Linked DNA regions of Mus musculus: region 1 is linked to region 2. A link is a contact called in public Hi-C data. All regions are on one chromosome and are shown on one strand. The core of a region is the stretch at or near the end of the contact, and the rest is flanking DNA. Distances in the headings are between cores, read along the strand shown.

What was found. Hi-C and Micro-C count contacts between places; a contact is called where the count stands out from the background.
Region 1: a contact with region 2 is called in a Hi-C map of ganglionic eminence, with 3 times the contacts expected there. The contact joins two enhancer-like sites. A contact is called at or near these places in 4 of 39 promoter capture datasets (the 3T3-L1 cell line, the C10 cell line, hippocampal neurons and 1 more), 6 of 15 datasets of contacts at CTCF or cohesin (the NIH/3T3 cell line, embryonic stem cells, hippocampal excitatory neurons and 2 more), 172 of 484 Hi-C or Micro-C datasets (the 3T3-L1 cell line, 3T3-L1-derived adipocytes, the AML12 cell line and 91 more), 13 of 115 datasets of contacts at active chromatin or transcription factors (the NIH/3T3 cell line, PVALB interneurons, astrocytes and 9 more) and 2 of 9 other capture datasets (embryonic tail and embryonic trunk).

What each region holds. Positions count from the first base shown.
Region 1 is chr3:67,350,394-67,354,264 of GRCm38.p6, reverse strand. All of the region lies in intron 8 of Rsrc1 (arginine/serine-rich coiled-coil 1), which reads right to left. Among named protein-coding and RNA genes, the nearest start is that of Mlf1, 22 kb to the left of the region's middle. Within about 2 kb of position 1,919, at least 10 of the 459 cell types and tissues checked have an H3K27ac peak or open chromatin away from gene starts, as enhancers often do. A contact at or near this core is called in ganglionic eminence, where this site is marked.
Region 2 is chr3:66,324,678-66,328,378 of GRCm38.p6, reverse strand. No RefSeq gene overlaps it. Among named protein-coding and RNA genes, the nearest start is that of Veph1, 30 kb to the right of the region's middle. Within about 2 kb of position 2,153, at least 36 of the 459 cell types and tissues checked have an H3K27ac peak or open chromatin away from gene starts, as enhancers often do. A contact at or near this core is called in ganglionic eminence, where this site is marked.

The DNA of each region.
Region 1 (3,871 bases), core at 670-3,169, 1.0 Mb before region 2:
ATGAATTAGATAGGAATCTGAAGTTAAAATTAAAATATAATACAGAACAAATGACTAGGAGATCAATTCTCCTTGGTCATCTTTTTTCAACATCTATGGGCTCTATTTTATTTAATTTCTATTTTTTTTGACTTATATCTACTACTTAACACCTATTTTCTGAATGGAGCTCAAAACAAATATTACTATGGAAAATGTATAGAGGATGAGTTATGTATGCATAAATCAAATTTTTCTTAGATTATTTTGTTCTCAATTTGGAGACTTATCAATTTAATTGTCTCATTAAACATTGCTTGGTAAGCCCTAGAGACAAAGGGAGAACAAACTAGAGAAGACCCTGTGCTTACTGGAGAGTTTCGTTGTTGAGTGAATTAATAGATTATAAACAAATATATAACAATAACCACATAATTATTAACCACAGAATATACTCACAAGAAATAAATAATCCCAGGCCTCCTGCTTACACAACAAATGTTTGATAGACGCAACCATCCCTTCATCCCAAATAAACTAGTGCTTAATGGTATGATTCATTCACTATTTTAGGATTTTATTTGATTCAAACTGAATTCATTTCACACTAAAGGAAGCTGGTCTGCATACATAAGAGAGACTTCTACTCTTATAGACAAAATGACCCTGAAGGCTGTATGTATTTCTGGGAGATCATCAAAGAAAAGCAGAGCAGACAGTCTTACAAAGTGAAAAAAGTCTGTGCCACAACCTGCTTCCAAATGAAGGCTTGCTTATCAATACGAAACCTAATAACCAATTATAGTCATGTGAATCACAATGTTAATTTTTATATATATTAAAAAGTCATTACATTTTATTTGGCGTTTTTCTTATATTTTGGAGGCAACATCACCCCTCCCATGCCATCCAGGTTTCAAACATTTGTATATTTCTGATCTACTGAGCCTAGAAGGTATACAGCCCTAGTGATGAAGTTATAATACACATTTATGAACCTGAGTTAGAGGTAGACCCAATATTCTGTGTGAGGGAAAGTGGGACACGCAGTCCAACAAGACTCAAGAACTCAACATTCCGTAGTCCACGCTGCCTCATAAAGTCTACTTGCTGCCATAGAGCTTAGGTGGGGGACGCTGACCACAAGCTGAACTGCCTTAAAAAGATGTGGAGGAGCTGTGGTTTCTCCCTCTTCAGTTACTCTCACCGTGCATTTCCTGTGTGCTTCCACAGTGTGTGCAGTGTACAAGCATGGAGGCTGGGGGACATCTGTCCTGCTCTAGCATGCTCGCCTTATTCCCGTGACAGGATCTCTCACTGAACCTGGAGCTGGTCCAGGAGGACCCAGTAACTTGTGTGAGCTCCACAGCACACATGTGATTACACTTGGCTTCTTTCTGTCATGCCCCTCACCCCCTGTGCTGGTATACAAACACATATCTTTACCCTTGCAAGAAAGAGCTCTTGCCTACTAAGCCATTTCTTCAGCCCAACATTAAAAAAAAGTATAAACTAAAAAGGGTAAATTAATTTGCAAATATGCAAATTAAAATTATCAAAAGTTAGGATTGGAGCATGGAAGTTTAAAATTTTGTGGCTGTAGAATCAATAGATGCTTCTCAGTTAAGTGATGGAAAATGTAAGAGAAAAATTTGGCTCAACCATAGAAACATCTCAGCACAGGACCACAGGACTTCTGCCTTTGTGCAATACTGCCACCTGGTGGTCCAACTGGAAAATGACTTTCCTAATCCTTCAATTAACAGAAATGCCCATGCTGCACATGGTTGTTGTTATTTTTTCATTAATTGATTAATTTATTCACTTTATATCTTGAGTGCAGCCCTACCACTCCTCCAAGTCTCCCCTCACAAGCCATTCCCTTTATCACCGCCCCCCCGCCCCCCCCCCCCCCCCCCGCCCGTACCAACCCACACTGGCACACCAAGTCACTGCACACTGCAGGACTAGACACATCCTCTCCCACTGGGGCTAGACAAGGTGGCCCAGTTAGGGCAACGGAATCCACAGCAGGCAACAGAGTCAGGGGTAGCCCTGGCTGCAGTTGTGGGGACCTGCATGAAGACCCAGCTACACATCTGCTACATATGTGGCACAGGATTATTTACTCTGCTTTTGAACACTGGGGGGATTATCTGCCAGACACAACAGTCTTAAGGCTAAACACTTGGTGCCAAGTTGATGTGGGACAACATCTTAAAACAAGCTATATCATAGCTTCTAAAGATAAGGATGCATCAAGGATCTATGCAGCGTTCTAACTCCTTGGGTAAGGGTTCAGCGTTACACTAGCTAGATCAGCATGCATTGTAGGATACCCAGAGTGTCTAGCATGCCATTGCTATGAGGCATTTTCTTCCCGGTGACAGTTCTCCAGCTTAATCCGCGGAAAGCGGCAATTGAAAAGGCAGCTAAGCATGGACAGCCTTCTTAGAGAAGTAGCTTTGCACTAAGTGCACACCACTATCCAGAGGACGAAGATCTGGGGAGCTGGGCCCTGGTGATTCAGTCCTCAGCAGAGGTAATCGTTGCTATGCAGTGAGGATAGCCCATCATGTCTTCCCAGGACCTGGATGAAATAGTACTCAGGATAATTTACTTCTCTTTGCTAAGTAATCTCCTCATAAATAATTCATCTTCTTAGGCATCCCGAGTCCTTGCCTTACACTGCAGACACAGACATTTCAGACTAGACAGCTACGCCACTTTCTAAGCTAATACATTGTCCCCCATTTTATACTTCAGTGGAGGCTAAATTTATTCTTGTTAGTCCGTCATTGCTCTTCTGATCTTTCTGAAGCATAGTTAGCAACAGCAGTCACGTGCTGGATGGCTAAGACTTTACTGTGTACTCAGAGGTGGGTGCCATCTCCTGAGGCTCTAGCATATTCTCCTGTTAAGAACAACTAATCCTCACCAGGTACACTTTCATGAAAGAAAACGTGAGTTAGAAATAAATGTAAAGAGAAACAAACCTAGAACCAGATAGGAAAGTATTGTAGAACAAAGCCCAGACTGTAGAGTAAGTAGTATTTCCACAAAAAGAAATCACTCTTCGATTATAAGAACATCCAAAAAGAACAGAGAATTCAGAATGAAGTTCAGAAAATAAATACAGTTGACACCAAACCCTCAAACACATTTTTGTTTTTAGGTAAATGAATTTATAGTATGCAAGAATAAGATACTAAGAAAAAATGGACCTGTCTCCATCTCATAGCTGTGGCTTTCAGGAGGTGTGACGAACTAGTACAAGTTCAATACTATAAATACTGAGGCAACACAGGGGCTGTGGATCATCCAAGGCCTGTCTGTACCTGACAAACATCACACACTCAACTCATTCTTTGGAATATTCTATCTTTAAATGTATTAGGTGATTTAAAATTCCAAATCTCTATTACCACCAGAAGTTGTATAGTTAGTGCTTAATCGTTTTGACATATCAGGTTAGTAAACACGAAAAAGCTTTTGTTTGAAAGACAGAAAGCTCCTTGTACTCTTAGTGAGAATTTAAATTGGTACAGTATTTTTGGAGGGTAATTTTTGAAACATTAAATAATGTAAACGTGAACAAGTAGCTTCATCTTATTAAAAACATGTAATATCCAGAATATAACTAGTTATAAATTTGATACCAGAAAAATAAATGACTATCATTAGTATGCTATATAACCTTACCACAGTTGCCCATGTATTAAACTTTAAAATAAATGTAAGCTACAGCTATTGTTTCACTATATCAATGCTACTAAAGGGTACAATGCATTTCCTAGAACATCTTTTCCTTCTAAGGAATGCAGTCTTCTTGATGAGTGAAAGAATAAGCAAAAAATTCAACAGAAATGAAATGGCATCAAAGCTCCTCTTT
Region 2 (3,701 bases), core at 904-3,403:
TTGACAGAAAATATATAAGCCACATAGAATACAATTGTGCTATAGTGGACTTTCATAGGTTCATATTGACCATGAGCCCAAAACGTCTAGCCTTGTCTAAAACATGTTGTTGGAAGGGATAACTCCACTACTCTCAAACCTATCTTCAATTTTATATTTCCATTTTTATTAATAGTGTGCTTTAGTAGTATATTAAGCACTGCATATGATGTAAAATAATTTTCCTTGGTTGGAATTATTTTTATTGGAAATGGGTATTTTTGTCATACAATATTTTCTGATTAGTTCCCATCTCCCACCTCCTCCCAAAACCTCTCCAACTCACCACCCACCCAAATCCATACAATTTCTTCTTTTCTTTCATTAGAGAACTGACAAGCATATTAAAAGGGGGGAGAAAACTAATAATAAATGAAAATAAATGAACAAAGGGAAAAAAACAGAAAGAGCACAAGAGACAGACACACACATTTCACAGACACACAAAAATCATCAAAACATAAAAACAGAAACCACTGTATATAAGCAAATTACCTGTAAGGTAAAGAAGAAAAGGCCCAGACAAGGCATTTTGAGGGCAAAACTCTCCAAAAATACCATTGAGTTTGTTTTGTGTTGGCTCTCTACTGCTGAGTATGAGCCTGCCTTTAATTGTGGTACTTTAATTGTGTCTGGATTAAGGATGGGGGCTTGTGCCACTTCCCCTCCCATGGCTGAGATCCCACTTGGCTTAGACCTGTGCATTCTGTTGCAGACTGAGTTCATATCTGCATCAGTCCTGCTGTGCATAGAACAACTTGTTTCCTTGGCATCTTGCATCCCTACTGGCTCTTACAATCTTCCTGCCTTCTCTTCTGCAGAGTTCCCTGAGCCCTGAGGGAAGGTATTTGATGGAGGTATTCCATTTAGGACTGAGTGTTCCAAGCTCTCTTATTCTCTGCATATTATCCAGTTGTAGGTCTCTGTATTTGTTTGCTTGTGATTATTTTTAAAGTTATAACCTGGCTATTCCTACCTTAGATGATTCGAATCCTGAAAATGCCTATGATGTTGACAGTTTTGTCTTTTTAAATAGATTTAGCAAATGGGGTCTAAAGACCCTGCTTTGTTAGGATCCATGAGCACTCACATGGGTCTCGTTAAGAGCCCACCATCCTTGGCTTTCTGAGGAAATCCCTAGGGTTTTCTGACGCTTCATTCACACATTTCTACATTTCTACATGATGCTTCCTTTAAGATAAGTGTTTTGTAGTCAGAGATAGCATAGTATATATAGCTTCCTTTTCAAATGCACAAGACTAATACCTATGGCCTCAGCAGCAATGGGATCTAGAATAGCCAGCTAAGTATTGCCATTATCTTCTGTTTTGGCCTTGTCTAGGTTCACTCCTTGGCTTCTTTGTCTCCATCATGCTTTGTGTGTGTGTGTGTGTGTGTGTGTGTGTGTGTGTGTGTGTGTGTGTTCTCTGTCTATGTGCATGCATTCTCCTGTCTCCTCCATTTTCATAATCTAACCTCAAGGAAATGAAAAAAAAATAAGCCTTAAGGTTTCACTAGGATGACTGTTACTCAAATAAATATTGGTTTTGATATCATCCGAGCCCTGAGATACGGAATATGAAATTTCCAAATGGTTATTATTCAGATCAATCAGCAAAGAATGTGTCAACGCCTCTGTGGAGCCGCACAGCTCAATTAGCACACACAGTCTCTGCTCAGCGCTTCCCGGATGCAGCTCACATCAACCAGGACCCCGCACAAGCATCTCTGTAGTTAAGGCTATGTCACAGCGAATCAACAAAATATGCAGTTTGATCAGCACATTCTGAGAGCAGATCATTAAAATATGCAACCAGATCCCTCAAGTGCATGAAAAATTAACTAACAAGTTTTGTATCTTGATCAGTTTAATGAGCGAGAAGTCGCTGAACAAGAGTGTCAAATTGTACAGTCTGGCAAAAGGGCAGACGAGTGTCTTAGAACAGGGGGCAGGGCCAGAGCTAACATTTGTGGGTTTCAAAATAGCTATCCTGAAAAATTCAATGTCGAATAAAGCTGATTAACATTAAGGTGCTGTCCAGCCTGTGTCCAGCAGGATGTGATGCTATGTGGAGCCTTCTGATGCAAATGAAACATTGATTCTTCCTTTCAGGCTTCACTAGCTCTTAATAGACTCAGCCATGCAAGGGGAAGGCCCTGCCAGTGGCGTCATAGACACATGTGTCACTAAAAGACGATGGCAGCCTTCTGGAAATACCCAAACCATCTTAGCCTGAAAAGAATGAAGGGAAAAAAAGGATGAGGGGAAGGAAAGAAAGGCATCTTTAATCAAACGCTGTAAGAAATGCCCCATGCCACTGAGAAGGAATCGGGACTTAATAGACCAAGAATGCCCAAGCCAGAGAGTTGGCTAAAGAATATAAATCAATTACGTCCAAGTGGCAGATGATCACAGAGGAGAAGTGCAAATTGGATTGTCACAGAAGTCTGCTCTCCCCCTGTTATTGACAAGAGGTTGATGGGGAGGCAGACAGCCTACTCTGAACACAGTCACACATGCCCCAGTGACTTGGCCCATGTACAAACAGGGACTGACTACCATTCGGGTAGGTCTGCTCAGCTGCTGTATCTGAGCTGCCCGGCTGGCACTGCAGCTGTGGGAAGGCTGGGTTCCCAGGGCATAAATTCACCCACCTTTCAGAGGGAGCCCAGCAACAGAAAGATGGCAGTCCTAAACAAAGGGCAGTAAGCAAACCCCAAAGGGAGCGGTCTACAGACAAAAGGAGAGATTGGCAGGCCCATGAGCATCGAGGCTAGAGCTGGCTGCAGGCTGCCTTGCCATTCAGTAAGCCCTACTGGAGAGCAGGGGAACAGTTGGGTTTTTTGTTTTGCTTTGTTATTTATTTGAGGGAGGGGTGCCACTCTAAGTTCGATCAGATTTTTCTCAAGTGAAGTGAGAATGACTGTAGGTCAAATACAGTTTATGAAGAAATGTGACTTTTACGGATGTTCATAACACAATTCTATTTTCAGGAGTATTAGAAAAACCAGGAATAATGCATCATGCCCACAGTTTCATGAGTATTTCTTTAAGATTAAGATAATGAGAGCGAATCAAAGGAAAATTAAAGAAAAGGTGCTCTATATTTAGTAACACATATAGTGAATGCATTTGGTGAAATTTATAAAGGGGCTTTAAGTGGCAGCAGTTAAACTGAATGAAAACTCGAATATTTGGATCAGAAAAATCTCCTTCAGCTCAGACTATGAACCAATCCTGTGTGTGTGGATATTGAGATAGAAAATTTGAAGCAGAAAATGGAGTAATAAAGTATATACAGAGAGAGTGGCCATAAAAGAAAGGCCTGATATGTATCGTTCATTTCACTGTCATTTGTCCTGTAAGCTGGGAAAAGCTCACCAGCATAAGATCAGGAAAAGAAAGCATCCAAGGCTCAAGGATATCACTGTTTTCCAAGATTGATTGATTGATTGATTGATTTTGTATAAATGCACTGTACCTGTCGTCAAACACACAAGAAAAGGGCATCGGATCCCATTACAGATGGTTATGAGCCACCGTGTGGTTGCTAGGAATTGAGTTCAGGACCTCTGGAAGAGTATTCAGTGTTCTCAACAGCTGAGCTACCTCTCCAGCCCCCTTAAAAATTATTTGCACACTGTATTTTAGTGACACATCC